Linked DNA regions of Zea mays: regions 1 and 2 are each linked to region 3. Evidence: chromatin contacts called from public ChIA-PET and Hi-C data. All regions are on one chromosome and are shown on one strand. Each heading gives the region's core, a stretch centred on a gene start, on an enhancer-like site or on the middle of the called end of the contact. The rest is flanking DNA. Distances are from core to core; before and after follow the strand shown. Region 1 holds the start of LOC103638745 (probable E3 ubiquitin ligase SUD1). Region 2 holds the start of LOC100280708 (calcium-binding protein). Region 3 holds the start of LOC100285626 (protein kinase domain containing protein).

The links. A called contact is a pair of places that touch in the nucleus more often than the background predicts. ChIA-PET counts read pairs in DNA pulled down with a chosen protein or histone mark.
Region 1: a contact with region 3 is called in an RNA polymerase II ChIA-PET map of seedling, with 4 times the contacts expected there. The contact joins the promoter of LOC103638745 here to the promoter of LOC100285626 in region 3. A contact is called at or near these places in 5 of 25 Hi-C or Micro-C datasets (ear, leaf and tassel) and 2 of 3 datasets of contacts at active chromatin or transcription factors (leaf and seedling).
Region 2: a Hi-C map of ear shows a contact between it and region 3, with 2.6 times the contacts expected there. The contact joins the promoter of LOC100280708 here to the promoter of LOC100285626 in region 3. A contact is called at or near these places in 5 of 25 Hi-C or Micro-C datasets (bundle sheath, ear, endosperm and 2 more).

Annotation. Positions count from the first base shown.
Region 1 is chr9:101,300,637-101,303,515 of Zm-B73-REFERENCE-NAM-5.0, forward strand. It overlaps LOC103638745 (probable E3 ubiquitin ligase SUD1), which reads left to right and starts at 1,538. Exons shown (of 9, transcript XM_008661571.3): 1 at 1,538-2,055; 2 at 2,774-2,879. The coding sequence starts at 1,819.
Region 2 is chr9:101,380,049-101,382,748 of Zm-B73-REFERENCE-NAM-5.0, forward strand. It overlaps LOC100280708 (calcium-binding protein), which reads left to right and starts at 1,406. Exons shown (of 7, transcript NM_001153627.2): 1 at 1,406-1,576; 2 at 1,666-1,770. The coding sequence starts at 1,543.
Region 3 is chr9:100,755,900-100,758,785 of Zm-B73-REFERENCE-NAM-5.0, forward strand. It overlaps LOC100285626 (protein kinase domain containing protein), which reads right to left and starts at 1,415. Exons shown (of 5, transcript NM_001158517.1): 1 at 1,341-1,415; 2 at 445-806; 3 at 241-332. The coding sequence starts at 804.

The DNA.
Region 1 (2,879 bases), core at 288-2,787, 540 kb after region 3:
TCATATCGATCACCACCTTGTTTTCGTCCAAGTTCATGTTACATCCTTTGAACTATATCTATAAACACTAGCAAATAATGTTAGTCCAAATGATTATGTTGGTCATCAAACACCAAAACTTAACTATTAAATAGACCTTAGTCCATTTCCTTATAATCTCCTCCTTTTAAAATAATGACAACATAACAAAAACAAACAAATATGAGATTCAACTATCTATCCCAATAGGTATTCTATAGCACAGTGAAAGGACAACCTGATAGAACCTCAACAATTGTAGCAGGAAAAGAATTGTGTTTAGAAAATATATTATTAAGTTTATTAGAAATGCAATGAAAAGGAGCCGACCATATGTAATTTTCTTGAACGTACATTTCAATTTTCATACCGTTTGTTGAAGGTTGAACGAAGAAGGGAGGTTGCCGCTATCTTCGAAGAAGGAGGATGCAACTAGGTCGGACTAAACTCCGACACCGTCTGACATGGGATGGGGAGGTTTTACAACTTGGAAAGTACCTCGCAAGGGGCCTCCACCATCGCAGTTTTGAGCTTCATTGCCGCCTATGCGAGATCATGCCATCAATGGATACCACCTCCCACAAGGTCGGCCAGTTCCAATGTGATTAGGCTCAACAAATTTGTACGACAAATCTTGCTGGATGCATCTTAGCCACCGCCATGCCTCCTCCAACGCCACTGATGGCTCTCCTGCCACCATCGTCGCTTCCCTCCTCCACCAAAACCACGCTCATGAAAAAAAAACGCGGGAGACAACTCAGTTGCGCGGACGCCCAGTTTAGAGAGGAATCACTCACCAGAAAATAACCGTGTGTTTGGTTGCCTGTATTTGCTGGTGCTTGCATCGCGGGATGCAATGAGCTGGTGTTTGGTTATTGTCAATCAGGCTCTATACGTGCGAGGTGTGTGTTTGGTTACCTGCATGCAGATGTAGAGCCAGGCTCGCACGATACTCAAAGCACCCTGATACTCAAATCATCCTAAGCCAGGCTCTGCAGGCACGAGCAAATTGGTTGCATTTATGGAGCCAGGCTCCCGTCGGCCTGACTCATGCAGCCAGGCTACGTAGAGAAGCCAACCAAACAGTCTTAAATGGGAGAAGAGGAGCTGGATGTGGGCCACTAAGATTTTCGGGGAAAGAAAAGAGAGAGCTGTTGGAGAAAAAAATGATTCCTCTTCTAATATTGGTTTCAGGCTGGTTTACGACTTTATTTAAGTTGCTCCAAAGAAGAGCAATATCTTATTTAACTAATAAAGGTGTGATATACAAAAGGTAAACAAAAACATACTAGACATTATCCATAACAAAAGATAAAAAAACCAACCGTGCTTGACCCAAAAGATTTATTCTTCGAATAAACCTGTTATACACATATGGTACGTGCAAGTCTACTGGTTATAATAATGTTTAATGACCATTTTCATCCCGATATAGGCTTTCAATCACAGGAAAAAATATCAAAAGTAGCACTTTACCACCATTTTTTTCTTAAAAAAAGGAGGCGTAGCGTAGATTCTAGTATGTCGAGCTTGATAAATCATAAATAGAACACTCCGGAGGTCGGATCTCCAAACCGACACGGCCACACCCACGGACCCACCACCGGATCCATCCTATCGGGACCCGTTAAGCCGACCGCCAGCGCCTCGTCACCGGTGCGTCATTAAGGAGGCTACTAAAAAACCCACGTTTTTTCATCCTGTTTTCGCTGCAACTTCCCACCACCGCCTATATCCGCGTTCCCCCCGGGCGATCGATCGATCGCGGCTAACCTCGCCGCCGCCCCCATCGAGGCAGCCATGGCGGAGATGGCCGAACGGTCCGTCGCGGGCGAGCTGCCGGAGGAGCCGCGGCCGCCGCACGGGGAGGAGGACGACGAGGAGGAAGAGGAGGGGGACGTGTGCCGGATCTGCCGCAACCGCGGCGACGAGGACCACCCGCTGCGCTACCCGTGCGCCTGCAGCGGAAGCATCAAATTCGTGCACCAGGACTGCCTCCTCCAGTGGCTCGACCATAGCAACTCGCGCCAGTGCGAGGTAATATCGCCGCCGCCCCTGCCCTCACTCAGCGACGGGGACGCCGCTGGGTCGTTGCTTTAGGGATTGATTAGTTCGATTGCGTGGTGGAATCGATCGATTTAATGTTGAGCTGGTGATATGGGTGCTGTTTCTTTGATATGGCGTGTAGATTGGGTCAAAACTATGTTAATAGGCATTGATAAATGGATAAGGCTATTATTCTTGCCTTTTCAGTTGCTAGAATTAGGGGATTGAGGTTCGGAATCAGGCAATTGCATAGTTTTGATGATTATTCAGCTAGCAAATGAATTTTCATAATACTCCGATGCTCTTGTGGTTTCAGAGTATTTTCAGAGGCATAGTAATTCTGTTAACCTGCAGCAAGACTCATCTTGTGCTTCTTAGCAGTGAGACTATTGGCTTGATATTGATGATTGATTTGCAGTTTCAGTTGCCTTATGTTCTCTTAGGTCCCCTTTGTAACAAGGAAAAATGGAGGAATTCTATAGGATTGGAATCGTTAGAACAAACCTCCTCTTGAATAATGCATTTTGCTAATCTAGAGAAAATGAGCGAACAAGTGTTAGTTGGGGGTTCCAAGCACAGCTGTACGGCTGGGTAGTAATGGCTTGTATCGCCAAGGAAAAAAACATACTCATGATGATGATGTGTGTCTTGTTTGTCATAACTCCATTTTCTCTAGATAATTTCTGATTTATGCATCTGTGCACTGCAGGTCTGTAAACATGCATTCTCCTTCTCACCCGTGTACGCTGATAATGCTCCGACAAGACTCCCTTTCCAGGAACTGATTGTTGGTGTTGGAATGAAAGCATGCCATG
Region 2 (2,700 bases), core at 156-2,655, 620 kb after region 3:
TCGTCATGAGAGTTGGAGCCTCGAGAGCCCTGCGAAGTTCGCAACGGTCATGCGATGCAATTCGATCATCTTTTACAATGCAAACGCACGTGCGTACATTTTGTATGGATGCAGGTCAAGACGATGTTTTTTTAGTACGCGACAAGGCGTGGACGCAAACACTTTCAAGTGTATTTCCGAGTACTTTCAAAAAGTCTGTTAAACACCCGCTCTGAGCATCTATCTCCAAGACTCATTCTAAATTTCACTCTCTAAATTATATCTAAAATATCATTTAATTGAGCTGTATATTCTGTATGGAACAGAGGCCAGGAGATGTTTGTTTCAAGACTTTGCTTCACCTCGTTGTAATGCACTTCGTTGTAATGCACTTGAAATTAATATATCAATTTTTTTTCAAAAAAATCATTTAAAGAGTCATTTGCATTGAAACCACTTTAAATATCTTTTCTATTTCTAACATCATTTTTATATCCTATTTGCATTCTGGAGAACCATTCACGTTTTCTATATTTAGCTAGCGAGAAACCCGGAATGGAAGATGACCATATTTGATAACCATTTAGATAAGCTTTTGGAAGGTATTTTTTATACAAAAAATCTCTATATACATAGATTAGAAAGGATATAGAGAGTCTCTCGGAGTTGCTCAAGTTATTATTTTAGAATGCCATCCAAATAAAAGTTAGTGTATATATTTTATCTATCTTCTAACATTTCTATATATCTCATATACACTCGAGATCTAACATCACTTTCTACCTTTGGCTAGTAAGAAATTTAGAATAGGGTTTCCTCGAAAGGAAAAAGATTAGAATTGATAATGATAATATTTAATGGTCTAATGTAAAACTGTTTATTGGTACTTTTTAATAAAAAAATATTCCTAATAAAAATAAGAAGGACATAAGAGGAGTTTAAAGTTGCTTATGAACTACTTCCTTCGTTCTATATCTTAAGGTCACAAAAGTTTATTCTAAGTCAAAATTTTAAAACTTTGACTATTAATAACAAAATATTCATAAACATTGACTAAATAAAAATGAAAATGTTACATTTATTTTTAAAACATCTAGCATAATATATAATTTCTTTAATTTAAAATAATTATTTTTTAGATATTATTGGTCAAAGTTTTAAAACTTTGACTCAGTATAAACCTTCATTACCTTAAGATAAAAAATGGAGAGAGTATATAAATAGTATAGTAGGGCATCTATCTTATATTTACATATAAGGTTATTTTCAGCCCACCAGATATATGGCCGAACAAAATGCTATTTTAATTTGAATTAGAAGATAAAATAAGACGTAAAATATGTTAGACCACGACGTAAATAACTTGGTCACGCAGGTCTCTCTCAGTTCTGCTCTCAATATAAAGACGCCACAACCACAACCAGGCAGATTACGGGCCCGAGCCATCGTCATCGAGACATCGACCGACTCCGACTCCGACTCCATCCACGGTCTCCTTCCGAGATCCCTCTTCTCCTCCCGCCCCCGCCTGACCGCCTCCCTCCTCACTCCGGCCCCTTCCGCATGTCAATCCATGGGCTGATACTCGAAGTCAGAGGTGCCTTGCCCGCCTCCCTCCTCCCCGATCCTTCTCCCTCGTACCTACTGGTAGCTGATCGATCTCTCCTCCTGTAACCCTGCCTGCAGTCACCGGGTGCCGGAAGCTGCGGGACACGGAGTTCTTCACCCGCCAGGACCCCTACGTCGTCGTCGAGTACGCCACCACCAAGCTCCGCACTCGCACCTGCACCGGTTCGTAACCCCCCTCTTCCTTCCTCGGCCGCCCCGGCCGAGTCTTCGCTGCACTAAACGTGCACTGCTTCAATTGTTTTCATTTTTTTGTTATGTGGACGTCGTACCGGCGTCAGACAATTTCGCATACCCACCAACCCCAATTCACACCCTGCACAGGGAATTCGCCTGCATATGATGTTGATTGAGCTATTAAAACATAATATACTCGTTCAAGTTTCACTAGGTTTGGCTGCCATTGTGCAAACTCTCGGTATTAACGACGTGCTATGAGGTGGGTAGGTGAACTTGATGTGGGATTGCTGCTTCCTGCCTTGTTGCCCACTCTGTAAGACTCGGTAAGAAAAAGAAAGAAACCAGGCAACAAAAGCTAGAAAAACATTAATAACTACAAAGACAACCAAACAAACGGCCACAGAAGAGATGGCAAAGGAAAACAACAACTAATGGGAAAATTCACAGCGAATCTGCTTTGCCCATAGGTAATGAACGAATGCCATCGATGGAACACCACTTAGATATGGAAACTGCCAGCCGACCAGCTGGGCTGGTTCTTTCTAACTTCGCGTAATGTCTTTATGCTTAGTTTATGTATGATGTCGAATCTCTAGATGCCCCTAGCGGAATATTGGTACCTTTCAATCATCGTATTATGCTTGACTTTTGATCATTTAGGACTAAATTATGTTGGAACAAGTACCACCCACACCAATTTATTTGTGTTAATTCATCAATGGCTGACAACTACCGTCAAAACATGAACATACCCCTGCTGCAACTAATGGGAGCATTCACAGCTAATGTGCTTTGGCCCATAGATAATGAACAAATACCACCAATGGTACACAGCTTAGATATGGACACCACCAGCCTAAGTTGGGCTGATTCTTCCTAACTTCGATAATGTATTTATGCCTACTTTATGTATGC
Region 3 (2,886 bases), core at 165-2,664:
GTCCTGTTATCCCTTTTTTTAGCTTGAATAAATCAACATAACACTGAAGAAGGTAATTTTTATAATAATTTTCTAGTCTGCGTATGATTGTTCGAGAAAAAAAACTAGTACTATTGTACCCATTGCCTCAGAGAAACTACTTGATCAATTTCAGAAATTTTCCATCCTGCATGTTGATCTTAATGGTTGCCATGGTGCACCAGATGTATATATAGAAATCTTTAGGCATTGTAACCGTACCTTAGAACTTCTGACAAAGGGAGCTTTCCACCTTTAAGCCGAGCCATCTTGTTCCCGATGGATCCTTCATAGAACTTCATAGCTATACAAATCTGAAAATTCATGAAGCCAAAAATAAGCTACGGATTAACATTAATCACCAAGATGGTATGACAGGGAGACCTAGCATGAGGAGGCAATAAACCAGCCCAAAAACCAACATACCCTCCCATTCTGTGTAGAGATGCCATGCAAGAAACAAACGTTGCCCAGACCCTGACATTTGCTGAAGATCTCATGGAACCTCGCTGAGAAGATCTGCAGCTGGTCCTCTTTAATTGGATGCAGCATCTTCACCGCAACCTCATGGTACTGATCGAAATCCTCTGTCCTTTGGTGGTGAGTTGCTATCCATACATCCCCAAATGGACCTCTCCCTATCCGGTGCTTCAGCTTTAACACACTCGGGTTAATCCATGGGCTTGTCTGGCTCGGACCAGAGAAAACCGTCCGGTAGAGATCAGGATCCTTCTCAAGCAGCATGTACTCGAATGCATCGGTGGGATTTGAGTCGGAGCTTGCCATTCCTGCAGAGCCAATTTCACCATGACAAATCCCAACACATTATTCCGTAGAGCAGTGTCAAAATTTCACAACGTTCTAAGCATATTTTTGGTGTTGTATCTAATCGCTGAGATTCTTCTCTTCACAATTTGAATGCATCTACCAAACAGAGAAGACCCCAATTTTCCATGCTTATTTCAGTTGAAGTAACATTGGAAGCAAGCACAGACAGAGAGAGAGCTGAGGCTCCCAACTTCCCAGTTATTTAGTACTGGAAAGAACTATACTGGAATGTAAACTACGAATAATAACAGAATTGACAGTGTAAAGTGTGAACTTGTGAAAGCGAAAATCGATGGGTAAGAAAAGGTAGAACATGGAGGAGGAACAAAATAAAAAAATTCCCCAATCCACTAGAAACAGGAACCACGTAATCTAATCGGTGAGAATCACTGTAATGACAGGTATAGAATTGGAACCTAGATGGGGAACAAAAAAAAAGGCAGGAATTTGGATCAGCGACATATCAAGAATCAAGAAAACAAGCAGATTCTCACCCGTCTCTTCTTCTTTTTCCGGACCCTGCTTTCCCCTTCCTGAGTGATGTCGCGAATTGGTTTTGATACACTAACAAAGCCACAAGGCAACGAAACTAACCTATAAAACAACTGCTAGAAGTCGGCAGTACTGCGGTAGACTGGCATGGTTAGTTGGACTTGGAGATGTGTGCGGAGGTGGAGGGGAAGCGTCCGCACCGCAAGCGCACGGGAGTCGAGCCTTGAGCGGTAGAGCGGTTATATACGCGGGCGGATTTTCTTCTTTGCTGCTGGTCTCCTTTTCCTTTTTCTTTCTGCGCAACGGCTTTAATTTAATGATTTATTTATGTATATAATATATGTATCATTTTCAAAATTTTGCTCTGAAATACTTTCTTCTTTTATAGTTTTAAGATGTTTTGGTATTTTTATGTTTATAGTTTTTTTTCTATAAATCTAGAAATACCTTATAATTTAGAATTAACGAAGTAGTTATAATTTTACATTAGAAATCACAAACATTTAAATCATTCTAATTATTTTACATTCTTCTTATACATCTGTATTTGTATTAGTACAATGTCCGTGCGGTACATGCAAAGGTCGAGTGACGGCCATTGTGATGGAGTTTCTTCATAAAAATAAATTTAAAATTAAAGTGAACCGTTCCTAAAAAATTTAAAATTAAAGTGGATATATACACACATACTACATATTAAAGTGTAGATATTGTATTTTATCTTAGCCAAAAGACTGAGAAATACTTCCTCCGTTTCGTTTTAGTTGTCGCTGGATAATGCAAAATTGAACTATCCAGCGACAACTAAAATGAAACGGAGGGAGTATATGAGTTGAAAACTAGACCAACTTTTTTTATACCTAGCGAGATGGTACTATCTGACAATGTTGCGCTGCGTGCGACTTTGTTTCATGCTGTATACGGGTGTTCTCTCACATCCCATCTAGAAGCTAACGATCCACGTCATGAATACAGGCGATTAAGGGCTCCTTTGGGAGGGCTTTAGCTTCTATAAAAATAACATTGGCTCTGGCTTCTTCATGCGAGTAGTTTTTCTAGACGAGCCAAAGCTATTTTAAAATACTCAGTCAGAGAGGAAATGATCGTTAGGGATGAAAATAGGTACCCAAACTGTTATGACAAATCTAATATTTTAAAATAGATATGTATGAAATTTGATTCTAGCATTTTTTTATGTTATGAAGCACATTATCATAGATAAGAATAATTTTTGGCATAAATTGATTTATACATTATTTGCCCTCTATAACAAAAAGGTGAAAAAATAGTCATATCCCTATCCGAATGGTACCCGAATTTTATATGATAAATTTGAGGTTTAATTTTTATGAAACTTTACAAGCTCACTGTTAAAAACAAGGTTGTTGTGTGTATATGATGCATATATATATATGAATTATTCATGACCTACGTGGCGTGACTAGGGCAATACGACTGGAGCCATATGTATTGTCCAGAATTAATGTAATGACCTATGTGCCAACACGTGATGATTCAAGCGTATATGTAATTTGTTTACTAGCATAT